2 separate regions of the Gossypium hirsutum genome follow, and region 2 is linked to region 1. The links are chromatin contacts, called in public Hi-C maps. All regions are on one chromosome and are shown on one strand. The core of a region is the stretch at or near the end of the contact, and the rest is flanking DNA. Distances in the headings are between cores, read along the strand shown. Region 1 has its middle 9.4 kb from the start of LOC121210414. Region 2 holds the start of LOC107922897 (ras-related protein RABA3).

What was found. Hi-C and Micro-C count contacts between places; a contact is called where the count stands out from the background.
Region 2: a contact with region 1 is called in a Hi-C map of leaf, with 2.2 times the contacts expected there. The contact joins the promoter of LOC107922897 here to the enhancer-like site in region 1. A contact is called at or near these places in 2 of 34 Hi-C or Micro-C datasets (hypocotyl and leaf).

What each region holds. Positions count from the first base shown.
Region 1 is chrA11:9,896,267-9,903,967 of Gossypium_hirsutum_v2.1, reverse strand. No RefSeq gene overlaps it. Among protein-coding and RNA genes, the nearest start is that of LOC121210414, 9.4 kb to the right of the region's middle. Within about 2 kb of position 4,862, at least 9 of the 9 cell types and tissues checked have an H3K27ac peak or open chromatin away from gene starts, as enhancers often do. A contact at or near this core is called in hypocotyl and leaf, where this site is marked.
Region 2 is chrA11:10,061,161-10,068,861 of Gossypium_hirsutum_v2.1, reverse strand. LOC107922897 (ras-related protein RABA3) reads right to left here and starts at 3,177. Exons shown (of 2, transcript XM_016853103.2): 1 at 2,656-3,177; 2 at 1,031-1,769. The coding sequence starts at 2,909. The coding sequence ends at 1,313. It also overlaps the pseudogene LOC107924796.

The DNA of each region.
Region 1 (7,701 bases), core at 3,613-6,112:
AAAAATGAAATAAGCAAATAAATAAGTAAATAAAAAAAATAACAAAATACAAATGACAATAATAATAATAATAATAATAATAATAATAAAGAAGAGTAATAGTAATAAAAATAATATTAACAGTAATAATAATGGTAATAATAAATAATAGTAAAAATAATAATAATAATAATAATAATAATAGTAATAATAATCATAGTAAATAATAATAGTAAAATAATAATAATGGTAATAACAATAATATATTAAATTAGTTAATTTAATAATAAAACAGTGAAAAAAAAAGAACTAAACCAAAACTAAAAAAAAATTTCGAGGCAAATTTGGAATAAAAATAAGGCAAATGACCAAATTGAAACGCGCGAATAACAAATCAAAAGGGCAAATTTCCCTTCCCTTTCAAAACGCACAGTATCAAGAGAGACCGATTTGAAATCGAAACAAATTATGGGGTAAAAATTAGAAATAATGAAAGATTTAATTACAAAACTATAAAAAAGCGGAAGGGCTAAAAGTTCAATTAGCGCTTCTACTTAAAAACACGCAGATCCTGAGGTGGGTCGGGTCAGATCGGGTCGAACCAAGGCAAAATGATGTCATTTTAAGGCTTATGAGCTTAGTCCAAAACAACGCCATTTTGATTTACTATTTAAGTCACATTTTTTGCCAAAAATTCATTCTACCTTTGTTTTTAAAAAAAAACTTCAAAAAGGCTTTAAACTCTCTCTAGGGGTGTTCAATCGGTTAACCGACCCGCAATAATATTAATCGAATTAGTCGACCTTTCAAAATTTTTAACTGTTAACCGAACAGAATTTTTTTCAAAAAAATTAACCGAACCGAAAATTATATGTTTTTTAATTTTTGGTTAAAATAAGTATAAAATTAACCGAATTAACTGAATTACCCGAATTACCCAAATTAACCGAATTAACCGAATTGTTTATATAAAATTATGTTTTTTTATTTTTATTTTTAGTTTTAGATTTTTATTTTTATTTATTAAGTTATTTGTAATTTTTATGATTGGGTTCAGTAATTGGGATGGGTTGGGTACGTGAGTTAATATATATTAGATTGGGTATTTGGGTTTATGTTGGAGTGGGTTTGAGTGAATAGTGGGCTATTTATATATTATAATTTTATTTATTAATTTTTTCGGTTGAACCGAAAAAATTCGGTTGAACCGAAAAAATTCGATTAACCGACCAGTTTCGAACCGAATTAACCGTTAACCGAAAACTCAAAAAATTATTAACCGACTCCCGACCGAATTAATTCGGTTAACCGACCGATTAACTAAATTTGATCGGTTAACCGAATTTTTTTGTTTTTACCCGAATTTTGCACACCCCTAACTCTCTCCTCCCTTTCTCCAAGTCCGGCCAAGTCTCCGACACCTCCACCGTCGTCTGTTGTCGTCAGTGAAGCCGTACACGGCGACCAAAACTCAAAAAGTCAGCGTTTTTCGGTGATTTTAAAGGTAAGCCTCTTTTCCCTCCTTTTTTATATTATATTTATATAAAAGAAAAAAAGATTTTGAAGAATGAGAAATAAAATAAAATAAAAAAATGAAATCATCTCTTGAGTTACTGACTGGATTTTTATTTTTGATTTTCTTCCTCTCTTTTTTTTATATTCACTCTTTGTGTTGTATTTGAAAATCTATTGTTTTTTGTATTGATTCTCAAAAAAAAAAGACCCCTCCATTTTTGTGTTTTGATGGCTTTTATAGCCTTTTACAAAGTTTTAACTCAAAATATTTTATGTTTATTGTCACTTCTGCTGCAGTTGGCGGTGCAAATGAAGGGCGGTGACCGACGTGACAGGGGTGGTGGCAGAGACGGTGCTAACATCGGTAGAGGCTAAGGGCGGTACTAGGTGGCTAGGGTTTTGTCTTTTTCTGAAAATAGGTTTAGGCTGTATTGGGCTAGAGTTTTTATTATTTGGGCCTTGCTTTGTTGGGTTTTGTAATTAGGTTTGTTTGGGTTTTGGGGTAGTTGGGTATTAATTGTAATTTCGGTTTCATTTGGTTTGGGTTTTAGTGGGCACGAGAAAAAATTGGGCTTTACACCTAGCCATTCCATATAGAGCACAAAAAGATAATGTGGTAAAGGGCATCATTGCCTAATTCCTCTTGTTGGTCAAAATTTTTCTGTGGGTACCCCATTCCATAGGATCTGCATAGTAGATGTCGAAATAGTTAACATAATAACGTTCCGTAAAAAGTCTGGGATTCATGCCGCCTGAATAGACTTGTCAATAAAGTCCCATCAAACTCTATCATAAGCTTTTTCCAGATCAATTTTGACTGTTATCCATTTCTTACTTTTTCCTCGCATAGAATGTATCACTTCCTGAGCGATGATGACATTGTCAAAGATTTTTCTTCCTGCAATGAATCCCGCATGTTCTTGTGAGATAATTTTTGGGAAAACTATCTTAAACCTATTAGCAATGACTTTCATGACTAGCTTATAAAGGACTGAGCAAAGACTGATGGGTCTCAACTGGAAGATCTCCTCATGTTGGACAATTTTTGGGATAAGCACTATAAGTGTGTTATTTAATTTAGGCTTTGTGGGTCATCCTCTAAATATACCCTTAACCCATTCACAGTCTGCGATGCCAATATTGTCCCACTAAGACTGGAAAAAATAGGCGTGGTATCCATCACTTCCTGGTGCTTTTATGGGGGCCATATCAAAAATTGCTATTTTGATTTCTTCATTTGATACATCTTTTTCGAGAAAATGAACGTCGACTTGATCCAAGTGGGGAAAGTGACTTGGCGACAAGATGCTTCTTTTATCAGGTTCTTCTCCATAGAGCTTTTGAAAGAATTGTATTGTTTCTGCTTGGACTTCATTGAGTTCAAAAAGCCATTCTCCATTTGCGTTGCGTAAGGCATCGATGCGATTAGTCTTTCGTCTGTAAAGCGTTCGACTGTGAAAGAATTTTGTGTTTTTGTCTCCCATTTTGAGCCAGTCACATCTTGATTTTTGCTTCTATAGTAACTCTTCTTGATTAAAAATGTCTTCCATCTCTTTTCTTAAATCCATTTCTTTTTGTATTAGAAATGTTGAATTTGTCCTCTCAAGTATATGTTGTATCTTGCTTAGGTTTTTTGTTATGTCTCGTTTCTGAGTTCCAATGTGCCCAAAAAATTTTGTATTCCACTCTTTTAGCCCTGAGGTGAGTTGTTTTAGAGTTGATGCCATGTCCCCATTATATTTCCATAGATTAAAAATAGCGTTGGAAAAATTTTGATGGTGAACCCATCCAGCTATGAAGTGAAAGGGTCTTCCTTTAGCTACTTCGAGGTCAGGGCATAAATCTACTAGGAGAGGTCGATTGTTAGATTTAATCCTCATTAGGTGTATGACTAGGCACTTTGGGAAGGAACAGATCCAGGATATGTTACCAATTGCATGATCTAGTCTTTCAAATACCCCTCCTATTTGCCATGTAAAGGTAGGTCCTTGGAAGCTTAGATCGTGTAAATCATTATTGTCCACGAAGCTTCTGAAAAGAGGGCAATGTTTCCTATCAGATAGCCCTCCTTTCTTCTCATATTTGGACAAGATAGAGTTAAAATCACCGACTGCCAACTAGGGGATGTTGGTTGAAGGGATAGTCTATTCTAAAACTTCCCACAAAAGCGTCATCTTCGTTTTATTTGGGCTTTCGTATACGAAAACTACAAGAATTGCTTGGGTGGGAACTCCATAAGAAACACGTGTGAAAATGAATTAATGATGATTTCAGAGAATTTCAAGGTTAACAAAGGAATTCCAGTCGAGCTATATTCCCTTGAGAATGCTCTAGCTTCAACACGATGTAAATACTGAAATCTTATTTTTGCAATTACTTTATCAGCTTTGCAGCCACTAACTCGTGGTTCTAGTAAGCTCACAATATCCGGCTTATGTTCCATGTTATATTCTCTAAAAGTACGAGGAGATTTTTCATTTGCACAACCTTGGCAATTCCACGAGAAAATTGAGATTCTAGAACTCATTAATATAAATAGAGATAAATGAGTGTTGAATCGAGGTTATTAAATTACTGTTTCATCTCTATGTTATCTCTTGTTTTTCTTCCTGTCCCTGCAGAGACTTCATTTACCAGACATTGCTGGACTTGGGTTTGTAATAATTCAACCATACTACTGATTGATTCGGATAATAGATTTTTTGAAGGAGAAACCTTAAAAGGGTTACCTTTCTCTTTGTTGACTTTGAGGTTTTTCCCTTTCCGAGTGTTTTCTATTTTCGTAATACCTCGTGCTGCTGGTAGTACGACTTGGTGGGTTCCTAATTTTCCTCTTTTCTTCTAAGAAAGGCCCTTATTTATAGATTGATTGTCTTCTTCAAAGAGAACGACAAAATGCTTCGAGGCATCGAGAATACCTTCTGTTGAGGCTTTCATAATTTCTTGCGCCATTTGAAGGTTTGGTGGGGCAGGGTGTTCTTCGAAAGTTCCTTTGTTTGGTACCCTAACTGTCCCTTTCGGTGGACTTGGTTCAGTGTTGCTAGCTTGAGGTTCATAAAGCCCTGCATCCGTTTTTGGATGAGGTAAAATTGGAGCATTTGTATTACTGGCTCCATTTTGTGTTATCCCGACTAGTCATACTCTTACTTCAAAAAATTGTTGATAGCCTAGACTTTGTGGAGCTTTGTTTATGGATTTTTTATTTCTAATAGTCAAAATTTGTTGTTGTGGGTTAGATTTGTTGATCTTTTCACCCAACGTAGTGTTGGCCCAAGAAGAATCACCAATTGATTTCCCTAACTTCAGCCCATCAATATGCTGTGCATTTTGGTCTGTATTCGTAGGCCCATCCTCTCTCCCTGGTCTCAGATGGAGCGAGCCTGGACGGGCTCGTTCAACAAACATTGCACTTCCCTCTTCATGGGCACTAGGGGGCCCATCGTTTTCTAGGTTTTCCAAGACCTGAAATCTTGATGTCCTTGCTCTGCCAGCTGCGTCGTCTTCGACTCATTTTCGTCATATTCTTTCGGTCCTTCTTGACTTCTTTTCAACAAGCATCTAGGGTCCATACGTCCCTTGGACAGTGTTTCCTCTTTTGTTATCCCCCTTGTCAGGTCCCTAGCTTATTCTATCAGGTAAGTTCCCTTCGCCAACTCCTTCCACCCCGATCTCATTTTTAGGGAAAATTTCCTTTATGTGCCCATAATGCCCGCACTGGAAGTAGGCCGTTGGAAGGTGCTTATACTCAATTCTTTAAGATACTCTATTAACAAGGACCTGTGAAATCAAGGGCTTATCCAGGTCAACGAACACAGCCATTCTTGCGAACCTCCCTCTTACACCATTGTCAGTGTTAAAATATAATTTTGTGACTTTTCCTATAGTGGCCCCAATTTTCCGTACAACTTGCCTTTTATACATGTGCCCAGGAAGACCAGGGAGTCAGATCCATGCCATAACTGTACTAGGATATAGCTAAATTGGTTAAAGTCGACAAACCATGGCTGAACGGTTAAGTACTACCCAAAGACTACCCACGGCCTTTGACAGAAAACTCTCTCATAATCTTCTAGATTCTTGAGTTTCGCCAAAAAGTACCCGTTCTCCACATCCATTAGATTGAAGGGCTGAAAGGGTTTCCAGAGCGCAGTTATCTTGTTTTGTAATCCATTATAACCTATATTTCTCCCCAGCAGTTTAATGACTACTGTGAGTTGCTTGTGCTTGATGAGGATTTGGGTAATTCGATCCGAGAAATTGATCGATGGGATGCCATTGATTATTGAGCGTTCCACATCATCTGTCAAGAACTCAAAGTCTTCATTTTCTTCTACTTTTGCCCCATTAATTGGTTTCTTATTCTGGTAAAGTCCTGAGCCCATCAGACGATCTTTCTAATAGAGGGGCTTCCTTGTTTCTTTTGTTGTTTTTATATCGACATCTCGATTCTCCTCACAATCACACAGTCGGACCTTCTTTGTTGCTGTAATCACTGGTTTACCTTCACCACTTCCTTCGCACTCCGTGGGTTCTTTCATCGGAACCTTTTAGTTTTCTATTTTAATATTATTTTTAATCTAAATTTTTAGAGATTTTAAACAATACTTGTAATATTTTGTTATCTTTTAATTTGGTTCAACTTAAGATTTTATTATTTTAAAAGTACATGTTTTACGACTTAAGATTGCAATTAGCTGTTGATGAAGTTCTTGATATAGGCGTATTAAAGAAAAAAAAATATTATTATTGTCTGTCGTCTCTGGCAAGAGTTTTAGGTTTTTTTATTAGGTTTCTGTTGTTTGAAATCGGCACACCTTGCATATTGGTCTCCTACAATATGAAGAAGGATAGCCAAGATCGAGATCTGCACCTGCATCGATGGAAAACGAATTAGCTCAACTGTTGATTAATGAAGAAAAAAATGAAATTATTCAAATACAAATAGATCTGAAAAGGTAAAGAGTGGGGGAGATTTTTCAACTTGTGGGTTGTTTATTGACAGCCAGAATTATCCACTTTCTAGCAATGAAGAGTACTTTGGCGAATCTATGGCATCTTATTAGAGGAATTCAAATCCTATATCTGGGGGAGAAAAGGTATTTGTTTCAATTTGTTCAAATTACGGACTTGGAAAGGCTTATTAAGGGATTTCCTTAGACCTTTAATAATCATCTGCTGGTTTTTTACAAACTACAATGGGGGGAGGATCCATTACAAGTGCCTTTAGTCTTCACACCTTTCTGGGTACAGATCCACGATGTTCGTATTGGTCTATTTTCTGAAAATTTGGCGATGCAACTAGGTGATTTTTTAGGAGATTTTCTAGAATATGATGGATCAAATATGGGAAAAGAGAATAAAAATTTCATGAGAATAAGAATTCAAATTTATGTAAGGCATCCTTTGAAAAGAAGAAAACAGATTTGGTACCGTGTAAGGCATTCATATGTCAGTTTTAAATAGGAGAGATTATCATTATTCTATTTCAATTGTGGAACATTGGGCCATAGTGACTCTTTTTGTGAAACAAAGATGACACTCGGGATGGAAGTTGCTGAAATGGGCTGGGATTTATCTTTGTGAGCTCAATCTCGAAGAGTTTTGGCTATGAATAGTATATGGCTACATGAGGAAAGGGAGGGGAATGCGGGAGGAATATATCAAAATAATAGAAGTTTAGAGAATAGTCAGTGGAAGGCAAAAAATAAAAAGCGATTCGAAAAAATTGTGGATCCAGTTCTTGGTTTTAATTTGGAAGGGGGATCATCTTTTGTTGGCCAACGGATGGTGAGTACATTGGTAGATCAGGCCCATACCACGATGGACTATGATCTGGATGATGCAGCACTAATAAGAGAAGATGGGAAGAAGAGATCTAGAGGTGAAATTGATGACTTACCAAAAAAAGATGAAATTAATAAGGTATTGTCAATAAATAGGAGAATGGTAGAACTAAATCATTTATCATCGGCGGCTGCCAAGAGGCAAGCAGATTGGGCACGCAATGAAAATCCTAAGCTGGAATGTCCGTGGTTTGGGGAGCTCACGGACAATTTGAAAACTTCGGCATTCACTTAAGGTCTATAATCCCCAATTAGTCTTCTTTATGGAGACTAAGCTTTGTAGAATACAGATGGAAAGAGTTCCACGAAGTTGTGGCTTTGCAAATGGTATCGATGTTGGCTCAGAAGGAACTAAAGGAGGATT
Region 2 (7,701 bases), core at 1,928-4,427, 170 kb before region 1:
CTTAATTTCATCAGTCGGAGTTTTTATTTTCTAAGTCTAGTTTTATTAATCAAAGTGAAACATACGCATAGCAACAAAAGCTAGGAAAGTAAAGGTCAACACACCTAAAAATCTCCTCCCATACAACCCGAGTCACAAAAAACACCACAAAAATATAACCTGAGAACCTAAAGCAAATTGCAATCACCCTACATACATGATCAACAGCTCCACGTCCACGATAAACTCAAATCCCTCAGTTGACAAAAATCCAAGTCAAATAGAAATCAAATAGATATTTATTTTAAAATAAAGCATTTGTCCAGAGTGAGGAAGCCGTGCATCAACTACGACATCACAAGAACTCAATCTCAAGATTCCAATAAGACTTCTCAAACATCAGCATCTAATGATTCACAGGATGGTAGACTGAATTCTTTTAAAATTAAATTTCTTAACGCCTGCTTTAGAGGAGTATGAACGGGCTGTTATTTTTAGCTAGAGAAGCCGATGGGTATGTAAGACGATAAACATACTATGAGAGTGCCGGAACCGATGTTTAAGTTAATGAAGGTGAAAGACCTTTTCAGAAAAGACTTTAAGCAGAGTAATAGTAGCTAGAGTTAAGCAAGGATGTCCTTCAAGTGGTATATACCTAGTTATTTGTATCTCTTGACAGTCCTCCACTTCATTTGTTGATCCTACTCCTGGATCTAAGATAATGGTTGTTTATAGTCTGACATATCGTGGGAGGCTTGATCTTCTTGAGTATATAGATATATATTGGTTTGATGCTTATCCTCTTGAACCTTAAATTTATTTTCTTGAGTTGATATACAACTTTAAGGCTATAATGATAAAAAAAAAACACATATTCAAATAAAAAATGAAAATTTAACTTATTTATTCAATATTTTAAGTGGAAAAAATATTTGGATCCAAATACACATTCAAGTTTGGACCAATTTTTGACCACTCATATTTCTACCAAACATGAAAAACAAAAATATTAAAAACTTATCTGAACTAGTCCAATAGCTTTGCACCTCAATTAAAGTTTTAGTTATAATTTCATTACAATGAAGAATAAGCAAGAACAATCAGGCATGGAGCCTGGCGCAGGTCTGCACCCCAGCAACTAGAACTGGCCATATCAAACCAAAAAAAGAGGACTCAAAGACGGTATCCCTAAACCATAACTATTTCCCTATATTTATATTCATAAATATAATATGCCATATGATTTAAATGTAAAAACAACCCAAGAGCACAAAAGAAAATATAAAATAAAATAAGGTTAATAAAGCAAACATTACCTTAAATGAAAAGAAGATTAGCAAGAGCAGGTAGATAATTTTTTCATCTCACTTATTTCTAAATCAGGACCAGCGATGACCTCAATCTTAGATCCTTTCAACGCGGTGGCGTGATCAGCACCGTTGAGTTTTCCGTTTCCACATTCCAAGGATTTTTTACAAAGCAGACCGTAAATCTCATCCAGCAGCTTGAAAAAAGCTTTATCCACATTGTCACCGCTAAGAGCGGACGTCTCGGCGAAGAATAGGCCCTGATCCTCTGCGAACTCAACAGCGTCTTCAGTTGGAACGGCTCTGAGGTCCACTAGATCAGCTTTGTTCCCAATGAGCATGATGACGATGGAATTGTCGGCGTGGGCACGTAGTTCTTCCACCCATCTGGCCACGTGATCGAAGCTCTGCCGCTTGGTGATGTCGTACACTAGCATTGCCCCCAAGGCACCTCTATAATACGCACTTGTAACAGCTCGGTACCTGCCCAATTGCGAAATGTAAAAACGTTAGCTTCAAAAATAACTGAATAGTTTCACACTTTTTCCATTATGGATTTTAGATTTTAACCATCATTCGTAAATTATGTGATTTGTAGCAGTGGATAAGTTGTTGGCTTAGCTGATATTTTATTATTAATTTTAACTATTTTATTTTATAACTACAAGTGTGGTAAGAATTAGAATAGTTAGTTTAATGATTAGATGGCTAATCCACCGACCGCAATAACTTCTTCTGCTCCTTTGCATGTAATGTAGTGAACACACATTTTAATTTTGATAAGATGCTATATTCAAAGGAATCCAGCTAGTTTTGGACTGAAATTAAGCTTTGTTTTTCACTGGTCAAAAGCAGCCCAAGATTCCTAGTGGTGTGGCCAGTGGCGGGCCAAACCACCGAAACAAATAGATTATGAATTGAATTATTAAGTAGTGTAGAGTAGGTAATCTGATGACCTCACTTGGCGATCAATTTCCCTTGAATTAAATATCCCATCCACATTCTCATTTATAATCCTGCTAAAAGTGATCCGATTAGCCTTCGTATTTTTCACCATGATGCAACCACATATCTTTTTGCCCTTTGTTTGTTTACTTGAACAAGAGACAAAATTAGTGAATCACACCATTCCCGTTAAAAGATTCAACTATATGAGATTACAGCAATCTAAAATTCGGGACAAGTGCGGACCCAAATGTAAAATTTCATCCCAAGATAAATTATGTTTTCTTGAGCATTTGAAAATGCCATCTCTCAACTCACCAGATTGATTATTATATGTATTAACTTAAAGAAATCTGTGTTACAGAATCTCAAAGTCAGAGATCCTACACTACAGGTACAGGGAAAAAGGAGGAAAGAAGCTAACCTTTCTTGGCCAGCCGTATCCCAGATCTGTGCTTTGATGACTTTGTTCTTAATGGTAACCGTCCTGGTCTGGAACTCAACCCCAATGGTGGACTTGGAATCAAAGCAAAACTCGTTCTTGGTAAACCTGGACAGAATCTGAGTCTTGCCAACAGCCGAGTCACCGATCACCACCACTTTGAACACGTAATCTATTTTCTCAGGCGCATGTTCTTGATGATTCTCGACCTCAACACCATTCATCTCTTCATTCATTTTCACTCCTCACTTCTTACTACCTATCAACCACTACAGCCAACAAAAAAACTGACACAGACCCCTTCTCTTGCTAGTGATGCTAGTGTTTATAATTAAATAGGAAGCTTCAATTTGGAATTGTTCTTGGCCTCTAGTGATGGAGGGTCAGTGGGAGTAAGTAAAGAGACAGAGGAAGGGCAAAAGAAAATAAAAAAGATGTATCAAACAAGACTGGTATGCAAGGGTTGTAGTCACACCACTCACTGATAAGAAAGAAAGTTATGGCAATACGGTCCTGTCCTTATCTCTCTATTAATGGCTTATAGTGAGTGTACGATCGTTGTTTTTATTATTAATTTACTTAAAGAGAATGATGGAGGGAGCATAAGCTAACCACTCGGCAGAAAAGCCATATTTATATTAATCTTTATTTTTGCTTAATGGGGTATTGGGATCTTTTAAACTGGACACACTTAACAATGATCTCATAATTCCCGGCATCATCTCCGGATGAAAGCTAACTGTTCTCACTTAGTTAAAGTGCTTTGGCAAAAGTTAATTGATGCAAAAGGTGTTTGCCTTGTTCCTTGAAAACCTAATCAATGAAAATTTTTTAAAGCTTGGTTTAGGGTAACTAGTAGCTTAATTCCCAAGCATCCTTGTCATTTCATAACTACGGCTCATCTCATGTTGTGTAGATGATTAAGAGTGCTTGAGATGATCAAAGCAAATATGGGGGTCAAGCTGAAAAAAACCAGGCCATGTAAGCAAGTTAGCATTGAAGGAGAGGGTAGGGCCAGTAGCAGATCAACCAACCATTTTCTTGATCCCAATTTAATACATTCGAGGTACCAAAAAAAATATATGGGAGGGGTTTTTGTTCCTTTTCTCTGCTTAATAATTTAATAGGCTTCAGATCTTCTAGTCTTGAATTATTTTGCTGAGATCCTGTCATGGTCCATCTGATAGCATTGCGATTTTATACAACTAAATTTGGGTGCTAAATTATTATTCCATGTGTACATAGTTAAAGCATGGCAATAAGCAACGTAAAGGAAGTGAAGGTTCTAAAAACTTTGGGCTTTGTGGACCTTCCAATGTTTTGCACCGACAAAGCTTCAGCACAGTAGATTCCCAAGAACAAATGATGAAAGAAAAGACCCCTCTCTTCCTGTTGCCCACTGACAGAAATTCTCTTGCATCAATTACTAAAATTAAATGGATGTGCATTTATCATCTAAAAAATTCCGACCCAAAACAGTTTATTACATTATTATTATTTGTGCAAAGCTTATCAGCTATAATTGCATTTGTTAGTACTATTCAAACGACATTGTTATGGTCGCATTGTAAGAAATGAAGGTACAGGAAAATGAAGAGATCTAGATCCTCCTGAAACAATGAACGAGGGGCCACCAGTTATATGTAGTCCAAATAATGTTGCTTCTTTAGGATTCCAAAGCCACTAATCTGGGTGAAGATTTGACGCTTTTGGAGCTGGGTCCGGTTAGGAGATACCTCAAACAATGGACAAACGGCAGACTACAATTGGTTACTTTTGTAAAAATGTATGCTCTTGATTTTGATCTCATCGTTTTGGGCTACCCATATACCTTTTAGGGGTTTTATAGGCCTAAATGAGAAGAAAGAGGTGTGCCGAAACGGACCAGATTCACGAGCTTTGGTAACCAAGAGATGTGTTTGCCTTCAGCAGAATTTAAGTATCTGAACTATATCTATCTTTTTCTCTTATAGTATCTGTTTTTTTTTTTGGCCCAACTATAGTATTTGAAATATTATTTTCATCCTGGTTTACTCTAATAAAAGTTCTAATAAGAACATGGCACATTCTTGATAACATGGGAAATTTTTGAAGTGAAATGAGACAAAAATGTTAATTTAAATATAAAAAATTCAAAGACAAAATATGATTTAAGCTTTTTAGCTTCAACCCAAACTCTGAATTATGAAGACATGAAACCAAACTCGCAACAGTGGGTTGTTTGATTCAGTTCTTACCTCGTATTCAAGTTATTTCATGGTTATTCAAGGTTGAAACTTTTGATGGTACCAGCTATCTAGCACCAAAGTATGTATTAAACTAGACAAAAAATTAAAATAAGCATTAGTCATTCATGGAATCCAGTGTAATAACATATGGAACTAACATATTCAACAGTAGGAGCCCAATGTTCTCCAGGTTGTCCAAAAATACAACTTGAAAGGAAGACTAGTTAGGGGAGTTAAACTGCATCATTTTGTTAATGTTAACGAATAAACTTTACTACTGCGTTTCTTTTAGATGCCAAAACATGGGCCAAAAAGAAATGAGCTAAGAATACAATTTAACATGGCACCAGTATTTCCCTTGCATCTTTCAGTATAGCCTTTGGTAAATCTCTTCACCAAATTGTAACCTGATGCTGCTTTATGCTGTTTTCTCCTTTACTCTGTATCTTTGACCCCTTCCAACAAATTTAAGAATCTCATCGATAAGTATTACGGGTACTGAGACCAGAATCACCAAGAACCATTCATTCAAACTCAATGGAGCAACAGCGAATATATCTGCCAAGAATGGAACGTAGAGTATAAGGCAATGAAGTCCGAATGAGACTGACATGGCCGCCAAAAGCCAAGGGTTCCTCCAAGGTGGCAACGTAAGCAGGCTGCTGTCTTCAGAAAGCGCGTTCAGGGAATTGAACATTTCAATAGCTACTAACACCGACAATGACAGAGTCATTGCCTTCACTTTACCAGCAGTGAAGTAGTCGCATGGGTTTGAGAAACTGATCAGTTGGCCTCCACCAACCATATATGGAGCCACGGTGAAATTTGACCATGTGGAGCACTCTCCCTAGTTACGAAGCTGAGACAGTTCAACTAGTGTGTGCCCATCACTCACAAGGTTGATACCCATAAAAGAAGCCCGAGTGTACCACAAGATGAAGATGCCAACAGTTGCTATGCCCACATATGAACCTATTATCTGCAATTGAACAAGATGCAAAACATTAGTCAATTTCAGGGTTACTGGTTTCCTAATTTAAAAAACATAGGTTCATGGATAAATGCATGCATCTTTGCATTGAGATAGCACAAGTAGTTAATAGCCTCTATAACTCTTGACAATGTCAAAAAAAAAAAACACTAAGACTATCAGCGCTACTGCAATGGATGCTTGCTGACTGGTAAATGACATGAGAACACTGTTCCAAGAAGGAAAAGAAATTGGGACGCATTAAAACTATTGTGATGCCATCAAAGAGAGAGAGATTATTGAAAAACAATATTCAATATACAAGATAAAAGATAATATTATGTCAAGAAGGATGGTTCTCCTTAACCATTTAAGATTTCTTAACTTTTCTTGCCTACCTTTTAGTAGGCTTAAAGATATCACAATATTACCCAGAGAAGTCCAAGAGGAAGGATCAATACTAACCAAGTAACGGAAGAGGACCCAAGAGTTAATGAGAGCATCATCACTTCTGCGTGGTGGCTTGCGCATTATGCCAATATCTGGAGGATTAAACCCAAGAGCTGTTGCAGGAGGACCATCAGTAACCAAATTCACCCATAAAAGTTGCACAGGTATCATACATTCTGGTAACCCCAAAGCAGCAGTCAAGAATATGGATATTACTTCTCCAACATTGGATGATATCATGTACCTGTGAAATTTTAAATGAATAAATAAGGCATTTCTTAATTGTTCAAGGGAAATCAGTAGAGCTAATCAACATGCCTTATGAAAGCTTTCATATTATTATAAATTGAGCGACCCTCAGCAACAGCTGAAACAATGGTGCTAAAGTTGTCATCTGCCAAAACCATATCAGAAGCTTCTTTGGCGACCTGGAGCATTGAACAATGAGCATGTTTAATCTAAAAGTCTACAAGAATCAAGATTCCAATTCCAAGCATAAGAAACAAGGTAATATATTAACCTCCGTTCCAGTTATGCCCATTGCAATTCCAATGTCAGCCAGTTTGAGAGCAGGTGCATCATTCACACCATCTCCAGTCATTGCGACGATTTCCCCCATCTCTTTTAGCATCCTAACAATTTCTTGCTTATGCCTAGGCTCAGCACAAGAGAATACCTTCCCCCCTGGCTTTGACAAAGTTTCGATTTGCTGGGAAGGGGAAAGAGCCATGAATTCTTTACCAGTAAAACTCTTCCCTCTAAAAGTCTACAAGAATCAAGATTCCAATTCCAAGCATAAGAAACAAGGTAATATATTAACCTCCGTTCCAGTTATGCCCATTGCAATTCCAATGTCAGCCAGTTTGAGAGCAGGTGCATCATTCACACCATCTCCAGTCATTGCGACGATTTCCCCCATCTCTTTTAGCATCCTAACAATTTCTTGCTTATGCCTAGGCTCAGCACGAGAGAATACCTTCCCCCCTGGCTTTGACAAAGTTTCGATTTGCTGGGAAGGGGAAAGAGCCATGAATTCTTTACCAGTAAAACTCTTCCCTCTAAGATCCTCTCCATCAGAAAACAATTTAATTTCACGACAGATAGCCTCAGCTGTGGATTTATTATCTCCAGTTATCACCATAACTCTAATCTCCGCTCTTTTACAATCTTCAATTGCTTTGTGAACTTCATCTCGTGGAGGATCCTATAAAATGGATATGGCAAATGACATCTCCAGAAATCATTAAGTTGAAATTTTATTAACTAAAATGAGAAACAAAAGCTGTTATAATATGCTTACCCTCAGACCAACAGCCCCTACAAAAACCAAGTCACTTTCAATGGAACAGTAGCAAGCTGGATCAAGTAACTTCTTATGAG